Regions from separate parts of the Oryctolagus cuniculus genome. Here region 2 is linked to region 1. A link is a contact called in public Micro-C data. All regions are on one chromosome and are shown on one strand. The core of a region is the stretch at or near the end of the contact, and the rest is flanking DNA. Distances in the headings are between cores, read along the strand shown. Region 1 holds the start of ARID1A (AT-rich interaction domain 1A). Region 2 has its middle 73 kb from the start of ARID1A.

Region 1 (3,579 bases), core at 329-2,828:
CCCTGATCTGAGCCCCCGGCACCCCCTCACCCCAGGCCGGGCCCTTCCCCGCACACTCTGCCCCGCACCCCCCTGAAGACCCGCGGAGTTCGCAGGGGCCAGGGGAGGGGGAGCCGGGCAGCAGACACCTCTGGAAAAGCCCCACACAAAGGCTGAAGGAGGGAAGGAGAAGAAGGCAGACAGGCAGCCATTTTAAGAGAGAAGAGCCAGACAATGGCAGCTCCCCAGCAGTGGGGGCCCGGGACCGAGCGGAGCCCACGGCTGGGGCCTGCTCCCCGCAGCCGCCACCCACCCCCCCACCGCCCGGCCCAGCTCGCCCCAGCCCCCCTCCCCGCTCAGCTGTGTACCTGAGGGGTCCGGGCGAGCGGCTGCCCCCCGCCGCCGCTGCTCCCGGGGCTCATGGGCGCGTGGTGGCTCCTTTGTTGGGCCCCTCCCGAGGCGGCCGCCGCCGCCGCCGCTGCCGCCGCCGCAGCCCCCCAGCACTGCGAGGCTATGTCCGCCGGGCCCTTGCCGGCGCCCCCGTCCTGGGGCCCGCCGCCGTAGTCGCCCCCGGGGTAGCCCTGGTAGCCCCGGGCCGAGCTGGGCGACGTGAGCAGTTGGTTGAGGGTGGGGGTGGCGGTAGGCTGGGGGGTTCCCCCGCCGGCCGCGGAGGGGCCGCCTCCCCCCATGGCCCCGAAGCGCTGCTGAGCGAAGGACGAAGACGACGAGGAGGCGGAGGCGCTGGAGGAGGGAGGCGGCTTGGAGCCGGCGGCCGCCGCCGCGCCGGAGCCCGGAGTGCCACCTCTCGGGGAGCTCAGCGCGTAGGCCTGGGGGGGCGGGGGGTAGGCGCTGCGGTTGGGGTAGTAGGAGTTGTACTGGTGGTTGGGGAAGCCGTGGTCGTGCGAGTTCTGCTGGGGCCCCGCGTAGGGCTCCAGGCCCCCGCCGCCACCGCCGCTCTGCAGCGCTGCCAGGCCAGGGCTTTGTTGTCCGCCATGTTGTTGGTGGAAGACGGCGGCCGCCGCGGCGGCGACGGCAGACGGGCTCCGGCCGTAGGGCTGCCCGAAGCCGTAGGCTGGGGGCGGCAGGGCGGCCGCGGCTGAGTGAGGAGGCGCCCCCACCCCGTCGCTGCTGCTGCCGCCGCCGCCGCCGCCGCCGCCGGGCGGCTCCGTGAGGTTATTGTTCAGGGCGGGCCTAGGGCCCGCGTTCCCGTTCGAGTTCTTCAGGTCCGGCTCCGCGCCGGGCCCGCCGCCGCTGCCGGCTCCGCCGCCGCCGCCACCCCCATTGCTCTCGGCCCCGTCCTGCAGCTCCTTTCCCAGCGGCTGCGGCGGCCCCACGGCGGGGCCCTCGCTTTCCTGCCCGGCGGCTGCCTTCATTTCCCCGCGCTCGGCTGCTGCTGCTGCCGCTGCCGCCTCGCCCCCCGCCTCCTCCCGCTGCTGCTGCTGCTGCTCGGCTTTCTTCAGCTCCGAGGGCGGCGGCGGCGGCGGCGGCGGCGGGTTGCCCAGGCTGCTGGCGGCGGCGGGGGCGACCTGCGCGGCCATGATCCCCGCTGTCTCGTCCGCGGAGAGACCCGGCCCTGTCTTCGTCGTCTCCCCCCCTCCCACCCCGCCCCGGGGCCGAGTCCCCCGGGCTGCCCTCCCCACCCGCCCGGGCGGGCCTCGCGGGGCTCCGCTGCTGCGCTGCGCTCGCTCGCTCGCTCCTCTCCCCCCCGCCCCGCCGGCTCAGGCTCCGGGCTGGCGGCGGCGGAGGAGGAGGAGGCGGCGGCGGCGGCGGCCGAGGCGCCGGCGGCTCAGCTGCTCCCGGCTCTGCAGGCTCGGGACCCGGCTCTCCCGGCTCATTCCCCCCAAGCCCTTGCCTGGGAATGAGGGGGGCGGTGGAGGCTCCGCTCCCCAGGGCCTGGCCCCGCTGTGACTCTCCGCTTTCTGCTGCCGGAGAAAGGAGGAGGGAGGGAGGGAGGGAGGCGAGGGGGAGGGGGCGGGGAGGGAGGGAGGGAGCGGGGGGAGGGGGACCCGGGACGGGCGGGCTGGAGGGCGCGCGGCAGCAGCCGGGGCGCCGGGAGGCAGAGTCGGCGCGCGCGGGCCGGGCCGGGCGCCCTGCCTCCCCTCCCCGGCCGCGGCTCCGGCCGCGGCTGCTGCGCGGCAGCGGGCGGGCGAGCAAGCGGGCGGCAGGACTGAGCGGCTAGAGCGCCCCACTCTCCTCCGAGTCCCCCTCACTCCGACACGAGGCTCAGCACTGCCATTTTACCCAGCGCCGTCGCGGCCGCCTGGCAAACCCGGAGTGGAGCGCGGAGCGGGTGCCGCCGCGGAATGGACTCGCTCCCTTCCCCTCACAAAGGAGGAGGGGAAGAGAGCGAGCCGCGGCGGCGGCAGGCCCTCGGCCGCTTTCGCTCGGCAGCACCGCCGCCGAAGGCTTCGGGGAAAACCCGGCCCGGAGCTCGCGCCCCTCCGGAGCCTGCGCCGCCTCCCTCCCGGCGTGCCGATCCCCGGCCGGTCCCCTCCCGGCCGCACCGTGGGGAGCGGGCAGCGTGAACTTTACCCGCGCCTGCAAAATTGGCCAGAGCCCGAGACCGCGGCCGCCTCGGCCCAGGCCTGACCCCCCTGGCAGCGAGCCTGGTCTCTTGGCTGTTACTTAGCACCTCCACAGCACTTTTCTTCTTGAAAGCCTTTTTACAAACCGGCCCCAAAGACTCAGCCGAGAGAGCCCTGCTTTCTAACCCCTTTGCAAGGGCCGAGCGATCATTGTTCAGACTCTGCGTTTTCCCACTCCCCTGCCCTCATTAGCTGGTCTTGACAAGTCCCCGGGGGCACGAGGTCGGGATTATCCCCATTTTACAGAATTGAAAGACCGAGAGGGGAGGACACTGCCCAGGTCATTTAACGTCGGAGGGTGGGGGGTGGGGGAGCTTTAAAAAGAAGTGGAGTCTCCAAAGCTGCCTCCTGTCTACTTAGCCTTTAAAGAAAAAAAAGTCAAATTGTGAGCAAATGCAGCAATGGGGTCAAAATATCAGAATAGATCCAAACTCCCAGCTCTGTCATCAAGCACCCGCCCAGAGTGGGGGACACAGGACATTTTTCCAGCTGGAGAACCCAAGCCCCAGGCTCACTTCCTGAGGGAACTCAGCCCACCATGACCAACAGTCTTCAAAGAGTGCCTAAGAAGACTGAACAGCCCACAGAAGAGGCTCCAGGGGCTGGCGGGATGGGAGCTCCAGCTCCAACAAGCCCCTGCAAGAGAGCGGGGCAGAGCAGAGAGAAAAGGCACAGCTATCAGGTCGCTTAGCAAGCCACGCCACCCAGATTTCTGTCCCCCAGTGTAAGTTTGCCACTGCCTTCTAAAGAGACCCAGGTGGAGCTGGGGATAAGGCCAGGTTCCTCGGAAGAGAACACGGTGCACAGGAAAAGTCCAGGGTCACCCTACCCCCGAGGGCCACCAAGCCCTAGCAGCAGCCTTTCCCCCCTCTCTTCAGGCTAGCTGGACTGCTGACAGCACTCGGGTTTGCAAGCCACAGGGGATCCCAACTTCTCACCAGGCCCAAGGCTGCTTCGGGGAAAGGTGCAGGCCGGCATCTCCAGACACCATGGCTTTTCTCTCCCTCAGATTTTA
Region 2 (3,579 bases), core at 330-2,829, 73 kb after region 1:
CAGGGTTGTGTTGCAGCGGGTTACGCTGCGGTGGCATCCCCTACTCTCTGCCTCCCACCCAGCGCCCTGCTAATGCGCCAGGGAAAGCAGCAGATGGCGGCTCAGTACTTGGGCCCCTTCAGCCATGTGGGAGACCTGGATGGAGTTTCCGGCTCCTGGCTTCCCCTGGTCCAGCCCAGAAGTTGAGGGTATTTGGGGAGAGATCCATCTCCACCCCATCTCTCGGCCACTCTTTCGAATAAATACTTAAGATGGTACAATTTGAGGGGCAAATTCCGTGAAAAATATTTTCAGGAACCAAAGAACGTTTTCAAGCCAGCTCGCCGAGTAAGAATTACAAAACCCAAGGAAGACGTTACACATCCTACTTCAAGACGAGTTTACGTTGAACAAATGATCAGCCTCACCTCTAACAGCCTGTGCGCCAACCCGAATCTCTAACCGGCCCTTCTTCCAACGTGGTAATCGCTACATACTTAACGTGGGGGCATCTGTTCCTAAGGCTTTTGCTAACTGGGCTGGCGTGGTCTGAAGGGTTGAGGGTGCCAAGAGGTGAGGTTTAAAGGGCCGGCCGTCCAGCCAAACAGCCTTTAGGGCGCACGCTGTGAGCGCACTGGGCCTTCATTTCCCCATCTGTAAAATGGAGCAGGGGGCTGCCAGCGCGCGGGACGCACGACCCCAGGATCATGACCAGCGTGCAAACGGCCATCCAGTCCGGGCCAGGAGGCGGCGGCGCGGCGACGAGCGAGAACAGGGCAGTTTGCAGGAAGTGCTGTAGGGGTGGGAGGGGAGCCAGGGCGGAGGCGGGAATGTGAAAGCCGAGCCCGAGCTGCCGAGTCCGCACCACAGCTCACGGGAGGCGGGGCGAAACTGAGGTGAAGGGGTTAGTCAGTGGATGGGCAAGCCGGGCCGCCTCCCCCGAGCGGAGAGCGCTGGGTGCGGGGGAGGCTCTGAGGTGGCGGCGGAGGAACGTGGGGGGAGGGGCGGAAGCGCGCTCCCACCGCGCGCATGCGCGCGCCCCGCGCCCCCGGCCCACAGGCCTGGGCTCCCGACCGCGCGCTCAGCGCCGACGGCGCGGACGTTAGAGCGGGAGCCGCGCGGCCCGCCCCGCCCCGCCGGGACCCGCGAGCCTCTCGCAGCGAGGCCCTCGAGGTGGCGAGCGGACACCTGTTTCTCCAGAGGGCATTTAGGCGGCCGGGGGAGGGGAACACGTTTCTCTGCTTCGGCCTCTCCGCTCCCCTCCCCCACGAAGAATGGGGCGGGAGGTCCTGGGCGTGCCGAGTCCGCTCCGGGTTTTCCCGCCCACTTTAACTCTGTGAGCGCTTCGACCGCGCGGCGCTTCACTCAACCGGGCGCGCCCGAGCCCTCCGCCGGAACTCGTTCCGCCTCCCCCACACAGCCCTTCTCTGGGAATGCGAAGTGGGCGCGCACTCCGCCTTCCTGGCGCTCCCTCAGGCTGGGCCTCCACGCTCCAGCTCCGGGAGGTGCCGACGCCGACGGCCCCCTGGCAGCGAGCGGGCCCCTCCAGTACGGTCGCGCTGAGGGACTACTTGATGTCTCCGTGCGCTCGGTGGTGCGGCACGCTCGCAGCTCTTCCTGGAAACTCCCGCCTCGGGGAGCCAGGAGAGCCGGGCCGGGGGGAGGGGTGCGAGGGGGCGCGCACGCCCCCGGCCCCGGGGGAGGGCCCTGCGTCCCCGCCCTTCTCCCCGTGGAGGGGAGGGCCGGCGCGAGCGGGGGAGGGGAGGGTGCGGGGCGCGGAACCCGAGCCGGGGAGCGGTGGGGGCGCGCATGCCGCCCCACCCCCCGCCTCAGAACAACGGGCTCCCGCTGCTGCCCCCTGCCGCCCGCAGCGCCCCGCACCCCGCTCCTCTGCCGGGCTCCGCGCGGGGCGTCGGGGGCGCCGCGGGCGCCGAGGCCGTGGGAACCGGCGCTGAGACACACAAGAACTGACCGGTTTCCTGTCAGAAAACTTGCAGTTAGTTCAGAGAAGTCCGTTGGGCCAACGTGGTCCCAGCCGGAGCTGGCCACGTTTCGCTAGTCCAGCGTCCTCCCTTTTACTTCGAAACGACGGGGAATTGTCGTGGGGGAGGCAGGCGGTTGATAAACCGAAGAGCAACACCACGTTGCCCTGCTCTGACTCAAAGGAAATTAAAATACTGATTGTGGGGATTTTTTTTTTAAAGGGCTACTAACAGAAGGAACTCTGGTTTTTCAATTGCTAGCTGTCCCCCCCCCCCCCCGTGTGTACACAAGATTTAAGTCATGAGAGTTGATGAGAGTAGTCCGTTTGCCTGAAAGTTTACTTGAGTTTGTGGTTTAGAGAGCCTCGTGAACTTCTCAAAAGGGAGACGTTTGTTTTTTAATCCAGCAGGAAAAAAACCAATGCGAAAGAGCCTGAAAAAGTTCAATTAGAATAGCAGCCACATTTCAACATTTCCCAGATTTTGCAATATTAAACTGTGAGGGCTTGTGCCAAATTTCAAGGCAAGAATTCTGACTGCCAAATTACAAATTTCTCAAAATGAGGGGTGTTCAACCAAATTGCTGCCAGACCCCATAAACAGGCACTAACAGCACTGCTATAATTACACCTTATTATCTCCTTCGCAGCCTTATTTGATTCACTGCGGGATAAAATTCTCATCCTGGGTGTCACTAGCTGGCGTTTTTCTGGAACTGAACAATCACACACCTCCCAAGCCTCAGACCCCGTCGCCCTCTGGTCCATCTCTCTCTAAAATGCAGAGCCTGTCAGAGATTGTTTTCACCCCAGCTTCCCTGAGGATTGAAGATGAAAACAAACCTATCAGAATTACAAGAAAAATGTCTTCTTTGAAGAAAAAGATTTAGGCCAAGAAACCAAATTTGTTGTTTAACTTGAGCCCCCTAAGGGGATTTAGCATAGTGGGCTGAATGCTGTTAAACCAGCTTAATCACTTTCTTTGTTCTGGCTCTTTGCATTTATTTAATGTTGTAATTTAACACGATTTGACACAACCTAAACTAGATTCTTCTATGTTAGTGTAGTCTATGCTGTAAACCGTACAATATAACCAAACAAATTTCTGTGGAACCCAAGTACTAAACTGCTTTATGACCAGGACTTTCAAAATAATTTTTGGTGTTATGGTGAGATAGAGGAAATCATGTTTTAACTTTTTAAAATCCAGAGATTTTAGAAGCACCAAAGAATGGCCTGGGAGATCACTTAATTTATTTGGTAAGATCTGCGAGGACCGACATTTACTCATTTTTGCCTGAAAGTTTGTTTGTTTTTTTATTCATTGGAGAGAAAAGGAAGAGATCTTGCTAGATCTCATCTCCGGATAGATTCTAATTCTAGCCTTTACTCTCTCTCTTAAATAACAATTCTACCCTGCTCCTCACCAGCCCCGGATTGAGGGGCATTCATTCACAAATGACTCTTGAGCCTCCTTCTGAGTGTCTGCTTCCTTATAAAGCCAAAACCTCAATCCCAATGCTTAATGAATCAAAGCTTGTAGATGCAGGCCGAAAACCCAAGTGCCGGGGAGAAAGAATTTCTTTTCCGTTTTAACTTTAAATTCTCTTATAACATGC

The links. A called contact is a pair of places that touch in the nucleus more often than the background predicts.
Region 2: a Micro-C map of ear pinna shows a contact between it and region 1, with 15 times the contacts expected there. The contact joins the enhancer-like site here to the promoter of ARID1A in region 1. A contact is called at or near these places in 4 of 6 Hi-C or Micro-C datasets (ear pinna, liver, psoas muscle and 1 more).

The regions. Positions count from the first base shown.
Region 1 is chr7:144,808,167-144,811,745 of mOryCun1.1, forward strand. ARID1A (AT-rich interaction domain 1A) reads right to left here and starts at 1,579. Exons shown (of 20, transcript XM_051856814.2): 1 at 348-1,579. The coding sequence starts at 1,517.
Region 2 is chr7:144,881,237-144,884,815 of mOryCun1.1, forward strand. No RefSeq gene overlaps it. Among named protein-coding and RNA genes, the nearest start is that of ARID1A, 73 kb to the left of the region's middle. Within about 2 kb of position 1,580, at least 6 of the 8 cell types and tissues checked have an H3K27ac peak or open chromatin away from gene starts, as enhancers often do. A contact at or near this core is called in ear pinna, where this site is marked.